Regions from separate parts of the Zea mays genome. Here region 1 is linked to region 2. Evidence: chromatin contacts called from public Hi-C data. All regions are on one chromosome and are shown on one strand. The core of a region is the stretch at or near the end of the contact, and the rest is flanking DNA. Distances in the headings are between cores, read along the strand shown.

The links. A called contact is a pair of places that touch in the nucleus more often than the background predicts.
Region 1: a contact with region 2 is called in a Hi-C map of ear, with 2.3 times the contacts expected there. The contact joins two enhancer-like sites. A contact is called at or near these places in 2 of 25 Hi-C or Micro-C datasets (ear and leaf).

The regions. Positions count from the first base shown.
Region 1 is chr3:114,954,687-114,958,688 of Zm-B73-REFERENCE-NAM-5.0, forward strand. LOC100279201 (Cytoplasmic tRNA 2-thiolation protein 2) reads right to left here. Exons shown (of 7, transcript NM_001152225.1): 7 at 3,266-3,876. The coding sequence ends at 3,831. Among protein-coding and RNA genes, the nearest start is that of LOC100279201, 6.2 kb to the right of the region's middle. Within about 2 kb of position 1,530, at least 18 of the 20 cell types and tissues checked have an H3K27ac peak or open chromatin away from gene starts, as enhancers often do. A contact at or near this core is called in ear and leaf, where this site is marked.
Region 2 is chr3:114,550,631-114,554,578 of Zm-B73-REFERENCE-NAM-5.0, forward strand. No RefSeq gene overlaps it. Among protein-coding and RNA genes, the nearest start is that of LOC118476685, 12 kb to the left of the region's middle. Within about 2 kb of position 2,666, at least 18 of the 20 cell types and tissues checked have an H3K27ac peak or open chromatin away from gene starts, as enhancers often do. A contact at or near this core is called in ear and leaf, where this site is marked.

The sequences.
Region 1 (4,002 bases), core at 280-2,779, 400 kb after region 2:
TATCATCTCAGGCTCTCAGCAGCACTTTTGCATGCGGTCTAGTAGTATTAACTACGTCCAAACCTTGTGAAAAATGAGCTGAACCACTTTAGCTGAAAAATGGTGAAATACCATGTGACTGAAAAAAACGATGAGCCATTTTATGAAGATTGAAGATGTCCATCTCTGCATCATTCATAGGAGTACTTACATATGTTTCCATGCTCGTGAACTAGGGCAAGCTGTCTGCACAAGTCGCTGTCTGCAGTCTGCTACATCCACAAGTAATTAATAGTGGGGGAATGCATGAGACATATATGATAATCATATATAGATAAATAGATAGATAGATACATACATACATACATATGTGAGGTCACATGACAGGAGCTGAGGACGCAAAAAAAAATGGTAGGCAGGCAGCGAGCAGAACGCATGATTCAAGGGCCAGTGTCTACGCGCATAAAAATACGCCAGGGAAGGTGCCAAGATTTGGCCGGAGATCCGGTCCACTGGGATGCATGGACCACCGCCGCGTTTGGTGATCGATCCAGGCAACAAGACGAGCGGGAACTCGCGCCTGAAAACGAAGGGCGCATTGCATGAGATATGAGGTTCATCAGGAGCTCGAGACCTGACCTGAATCCTTTGCTTTGGCCGCGCTTCTCTTGTCCTGGCGAACCACAGCAGAAACCAACCAGGAACAGTGAACAGTCCAGAGGAGTTTTGTTTCAGGATGCATCAGTTTGCAGTTGATTGAGAGACCACCAAGAATCAATCAGTCGTGTTTCAGTCCACTGCTGCTGCTGCTGCCGCGGCGTTGATCCACTGTGACCGACGACGGTCCTGCATGTGGAACCAGCACACAGCACGCTGCATTGAAGGTTGTACGAGACACCGTGCACAGCAATGACACGAACTGTACAAACCAGCCACCGCTATGCATTTATGGATCGCAAGCAAGCAGGTATGTGTCACAAATCAGTAACCCAGGACACATCTTGTCATGTTTGCTACAGGGTCCTGCATAGCCAGCCCTGGATTCAGGCTCCCCAGCCCCCACACTAGAGACAGAGAGAGACAGAGCCAGAAAGGCCATGTTGTATCCCTCCTACTCCTACTATTCAAAAAAAAATAGTTCTAGGATCAAGCCACAAGTGTTGACTCACAAGAACCTCATTAGTCTTCCAAGCTACCAGTATTAGGCAAAACCTAATGCAGATGAAACGATAAACAGCACCAACTAGCAAGTAAAGTAAACCATATCCAGAGAGCATAGGTCTTCCATGTCTGCACCCAAAACCACTTTGATGAAGCAAGGTGCAGAAGCTGCACTGATGCTGCTATCTACTACGCCACTAGCAGACCCCCCAGCCCACACACAACAATGTTTTCTTTAACCAATGCCTCAAGCTTTTGGATCAAAGCACGATATGGTAATAAAATGAACACACCAAAAAAAACCCAGGTTTGGTCATGTCAATGTCACAAGGGGTCCTTGGCTTCTTGTCCCCATCCCCATATTCCAATGACAGCAGGGAGCTGTGCCAATCACTAGGGGACACAGTGGGCCTTTGCTTGTTACAATGAAGCAAGCTAAAGTGAGCACTGTGTGGGTGGAGGCCTTGTCCACTAAAAACACACACTAAAAAGTCACACACACACAGTGGCACTAAACTCTACAAGTGCCAAACTTGAACATGCTAGTTGTAGCATTTGCTTAGATTAGCCTTTTTAAACACCCATGATGCTATGGTGTCAAGTACGACATGAAAAATCTAGGCAGTAGTCTAGTAGAAGGAGCAATATCTGGTAGCCCTATGTGTTTTTTACCTTTTGTTTCCAGGCCTATTTGGGGGGGGGGGGGGGGGGGGGGGGGGGGGAGTCTTGCTGGTTGCTGCCCAGACCCCCCGAGACAAAGCAATTGTTGATGATGCTGGCACACGCAGTACCACTCAACTGCAATGTCATGGACAACAATACCTCAAGAAATGGGTTGATTGGATAGCTCAGGCCTCAACAGAGTGCCTGCCAGCCAACCCCCCATGCTGCAAAGGTCCAGAGATTTTTGAAGGACGAGTTCCTTGAGCGGCAGTAAGGAGGCCAAAGCATTCCCTCAGAGATTTATGGACCATTTTACTGGACCCTTAATCGATATCCGCATTGTTTATTCTCATGCTCTAATGATTGAACAGCGATGAACATTTGAAAATACTGTCAAGCTCGGCCAGAATCCATCAACATCAGCTATCAACTGGCCGGGTAGTCGGTTCTACAAGTCTTGTTCCAACTGTAAAAAAAAATGAAAAGGCCCTGTAGGTCCTTGGGAGGGGGGTGTCTTTGTATGCATTTGTGTTGCCATCGTTGATGGAAAAGCTGGATAAGCCCTTGCACGTTGGCTAATATCACTGGTCAGGCTTTATGCCAACCCAATCAGATTAAAGTGGCTAACCAAAAGGTCTAACCTTTACAAGCTTTAACCCAATTAATTACTTATATGATACAGGTTCCCAATGTTTGACCAGAGTATGGGCTCAGCAACACTGACAAGTGCACATGGCTGCAAGCACGCATGCGATGCATTTCACAAGAGAGGTTCCACTCCGATACAGCTGTAATGGATTGTTCGTTTTGCTCTTAATCCATATGGATTGGATAAAATTGAGTAGGTTTAAATCCTAAATAAAGGCTTGTTCGTTTTACCCTTAATTCATGTGGATTGGATGATATTGAGTCGGTTTAAATCCATAGCAAATCAAAATTCATCTCAATACATTCCAATAAACTACAATCCACATGAAACTAGAATAATCAAACAAGGAGTCAAAATCTTTTATATTTTTTTTCAATCTCTTCCAATCCACATGTGATAGGAATAACCGAACAAAGCCTAACGTGGTAGCCTGGTACAATGCACTAAAATGGAGAGCATAGTATAAAATGACTTACTGTACTCATAGGGATGGAATATAAAGTTGCATGATAATGTAATTAAAAAGAAAGTTGACAAGATAGTTGCAGAAAGCAAAAAAAATGCAAGGGACCACTTATCTGCAGTGACACTACCGTTTTATTTCCTGCAACTGCTTGGGTATTGTACATCTGTATGTGATGTGTCATGTGCACATGCTTTGCCATTTTGCATTGGCAATAATAGGTTGTGCATCCCTTCAGCGCTACAAGGAGCAAGGATGTCCGCTTCAGATTAAATCGGACTGTTTAGACTGCTGCAACTGTAATCATAGAGATAAATACACTATAGAAACAGTAGGAGCCGATACGAATTAAAAACAACGAACAGGCTGAAAGATGCAGCGCTTGTCTGCACAACATCCCCAAAGTATCTTCGAGTCGAATACAACAGGGTAACTGAGTGTAACCACAGTTCGTACAGAATTTGTAGAGAAAACGAATTGTCCAAACCACCGGATAAATTCATCTTGTTACAATGTTTGCTGGCAGAATAGCTCGCACAGCACAGGAGATGAGACCAGTTCATATGAAATCACATTTTAAGTGGGAAACGTTCAGCTCTCCAACCCGTGCTGTCTCTGTAAAATCAGTGGAAACTTGCTGGCTAGTGATGGTTTGCCTCACCACTATACAGATCCCAGATGAGTTGAAGAATACCAGTAGCAGTGTCATGCTAGTGATACTGGTTTTGTCAGAAACAAAAAAAGAAGAAACACTGTTATCCATAAGTTTGGCATATGCCTGTGTGAGGCCCAATTAGAATGCGATGTCTTATAGTACAACAAACAAAACATGTCAGTACAGACAGGCATTCGGGAATTCCATGTGAGTTAAACATTTGACTCCATGAAATTATGTCACGAAACCAGAGAATAAAGTCAGTTTCCATCATCTTCATCCAGCAGGTAGTCCGCTATCTGATCTCTGAAATAAACACTTCACCATATCAGTGCACTTGAAAGAATGGACAGAACATGATATTAGTAAATGAATAGAGTGCCCAACATACAGAAATACACCCATCATGTTTGCCTTAGTAAACCACTGATA
Region 2 (3,948 bases), core at 1,416-3,915:
TCCCAAATTTGCGTTCGGGTAACTGGTTTGGGTTGGTGGGCTCACTGGTCATGGCGCCACCGCGCCCCCTGTGAACGCCGCCGCTGGTGTCCTGCTAGTGTGGGGTGGAGCTAGCATGTGCCGTGGGATCCGATTTGAACGGCTACGATTAGAAGTTGGGACCGACCGGTGCTAGCCGTTGATCCCCGCGCAGACAGCCAAGATTAGATGACACATACCCCTTCGCGCGATCGATTTTGGGTCGTAGATCTATGATCGGGCAGATCCTGTTGTATACCGATTCAGGTTATGGGAGATGTAATCTGGGGCGATCGTTAGTGATCGGGCGACCGAAAACCCAGAATACCCCTACGGTCGCTTACTTTTGCAAAAGAGACCATGTGCTCTATATTAATTAACCCGCCATCCACACAAGTGAAAAGACAATAACAGTTTGGTCCTGGATTATATGAATTCAACTCCAGGCTTTCCGGAATTTATGTGTGTAATCCAGGAATTTATTTTAACTCCTTTTTGATCCATTCCAGTTGCATTAAACTCATAGTAATTTATTTTAACGCCTTGCAAACCCTAGTTAGACGGGATACACGACTTGTGGGTAAAGATGTGCAACCTCTGCAGAATGTAAAACTGGTATATTAGCCATGCTCACGGTCATGAGCAGCTCAGAACCTCACATGTGTAAATTATGGAACTAAACTTAATCTATCATATGCATTGCATTGTGGGTGTTATTATTAATCTTGATCTCTTATTTATTTGGGCTGGTATCTACTTATACTTAGTAACAGCTAATAAAATTTTGACCAACTTTAAAAGCAATGCTTAGCTTTAACCATCTCCTTTGGTAAGCCTTAAACTTCACATGAGCTCCCACCTTTGGTGAGTTCATGCACATTATTCCCCATAACTTGTTGAGCGATAAACGTATGTGAGCTCACTCTTGTTGTACTCACATCCCCCAGGTCAAGAGCAGGTACCACATGATGAGGTGCATGAAGGATGTCGAGATGAGTTCGTGAGAGGTCTAGGCCGTCGTCTCCTAGACAACTATGGTTGCCGGATCGTTGTCTTCGTATGATGTAATTATTTATCTATTTTGTACAGAACTCTATTATATATTAATGGTGTGACATTCGTTTCTGTACCATGAGTCATCATATGTATGAGACTTGATCCTAGCACACATGTGGGTCGCGCCCGAGTTTGACCCCTAAATCTGGGTGTGACACACCCTGAATTTGGGGGTATAAAATTTCTTCTTCATTATCTACCAAATTCAGGTGTTACCTCTTGTTTCACTCTCTAGTCTTCTCTCTCTTCTTTTTATTATAATTATGTCTACCAGGTGGGAGACTAATTATTTTGTTTACTATATCAAAACATATGGGAGTCATGAAATGTTGCATCATGCTGAGACTAAATTATTCTTTTGTCTAATGCATATGTTTGAATTATTTGAATTTGAATTTGGAACATGTTTGAATTTGAATCCAAAAGAGAAAAAACAAAAGGAATTAGGAATTTCATAATAAAAGAAAAAAGGAAAGAAGCCTGGAACCTCTCTCTCCTCGACCCTTCCAGCCCATCAAGCCCGCATGGCGCACGCTATTCCCCCCTCCCCGCTCTCTCTGCCGGGTGGGCCCGCCCTGTCGGCGCCAGTTACCCTCGCCCACGCGCTTGTTCTCTCTCTCTGTCCTGCGGGCCCCGCCCGTCAGCGCTGACCGCCGTTCCCTCGCCCACTCTCGCTGGTCCGTGGGCCCCGCATGTCGGACCCGTCCCTCCCGAATCTCCCGCTTGTCGCCATGGACTCCTCGCCCACGACGCACGTTGAGGTCGTGCCCGCCCCCACCCCGACCTTTTCTAGCTGCCCAGTACCCCACTCGCTCTCCCTCCTCCCCTCACTCGCGCACCCGCATCACCCCAGCACTCGCCTCACTCTGCGTGCGCACCTAGGGAACTCCACCACCGTCCACCGTGATATCGAGTCCGTTCCGCGGTCGCCGTCGAGCCTCCGCCGTGTCCGTTTGTAAAGCGCAAAATTGGTATAAGGGAAAAATACAAAAATAATAAATAAATAAATTTATAAGTGGGTGTTTTGGGAATTCCTTGATTTGCTTTTTAGTTTTCTTTGCATACTCAACTAATGGCATTACATTATGAAAATAACAAATAAAGAAATAAAATAGTAAATTCAGATATCTCAAATTAGACATGAGCATTGAATTTTGAAGACTGAATTTCGAAACTAAGAATTAATTTAAAAAAGAAGTAATAGAAAGGTTTTCTATTCAACTAAATGATTATTAATTTCATTAAAGGATACACTATAAGCATTTATTTAAATGAGTATTGATAAACAAGGAATATATATATATATATAACTTGAACCTCAAGCTCGGGTTTTGATCTGTGCTAATTTAACATGTGTTTTTCAAACTGATTCAAAGTTGATTTGGGACTTACAATTGAAAAGAAAATAAAAATAGTAAATAAGAAGGAAAAAGCCTCACTCACCTGCACCCTGGGCGGAATCTACCCACTGGCCCAGTTCACCTCACCCTGTGGTCGGCCCAACCAATAGTCGCACGGCCCAGCACTCCATACACGCTGAGATCGGCGCCTGCGCGTGGGCCCCACCGGGTAGTCTCCGGGTCCGCGCACTGAAGACCTCCTTCAAACACCGACATGTGGGGCCGCTTGCCTCTGCCCAGATCTTGGAACACGCACAGCCCGAAGCCCTTCAATGAATGGTGGGACCTTCGCATCAGATCGAGATTCCGTCCGCCTCTATTGCTTTGTTCCGCTGCCTGGTGGTCCCAGATTGCCATAAGCTTCTTCCCCTCCGTCTATATCCACCACCACCACGTCGCACCGTAACAAACTCGTATGCGCAGTTGGAGTTGGTTGCGATTTGACCTCTCCTTGCGCAGGTATAAAGCTAGCCCCTATCGTGCCCTTCTCATCTATCGGCCGACCGCCACATATCCTCGTCGTGGGCACCGAGCCACCACCGTTGCGAAGGGAGAGAACAGGATCTTTGGTGCATGCGAATACTCCAATTCAACATCGCTGCGCTGTCGGGTCTGGTCGGGGAGGTTCGCCGGTGGGCACCAGAAGCTTTTGCAGCACGATTGGGCGTAAGGGATGATCATGGCGAGCAAGATTCCTCATCAGCGACTGGGAATCGCCATCGTTCGCAGTCCACCGTGGGTGGAAGTCTCTACGACATGGTCAATGGTGAGACCTCATCTACCCTACATGCCTCTTCCGGTATGCGATGGGCTTTGGCGCGCGGCGGTGCGGCACCGCTCCTCCCCGGCATGTACGCCGCCGTGCGAGCTTGGCTCCACGCGCTTGAAACACCATAGAAGAAGAGATGTGTATCCACCGTCGATCGGATTTATAACGACTATGATATTGTTTTGGCCTAGATAGGCGGTGGTCGAGCGATCGACATCGGATGACGGGTATTAGAATGCGAGAACGGCTTCGATCATTAAATCAAAACCGTCGATCACAGGATCGACGTCTAGCTTTACATATCAGTTCACAAAAGGTCGATATAATCCGAGCCACTGGTTTTTGATCCAACGGTGCAAGTGAAAACATACCCCTTCGGCCGAACTTCGGCCGAACATAGTTGCATAAGAGCCCCTACACTTTTTACAAATAAACCCGCGGTCCAGCCCAGGTCAGAAACCCTTTCAACAAGGTCCTGTAATTTGCAGAGTAAACCCTGGTCTTTTATGAAATGGTGGCTTCGGTCCATGAAATTCTGTTCATCGACAAAATTTATTCGAAAATGATTTTTTATGAAAAATTAATTCTAAAAACCTTAGAAAATGCATAACTAATTCGTTTTAACTCCGTGTCACTCTTTTCAAATTGCATTAACTTCGTAATAAAATTGCTACACATTAAGGACATTATTTTTATCATTCCGCA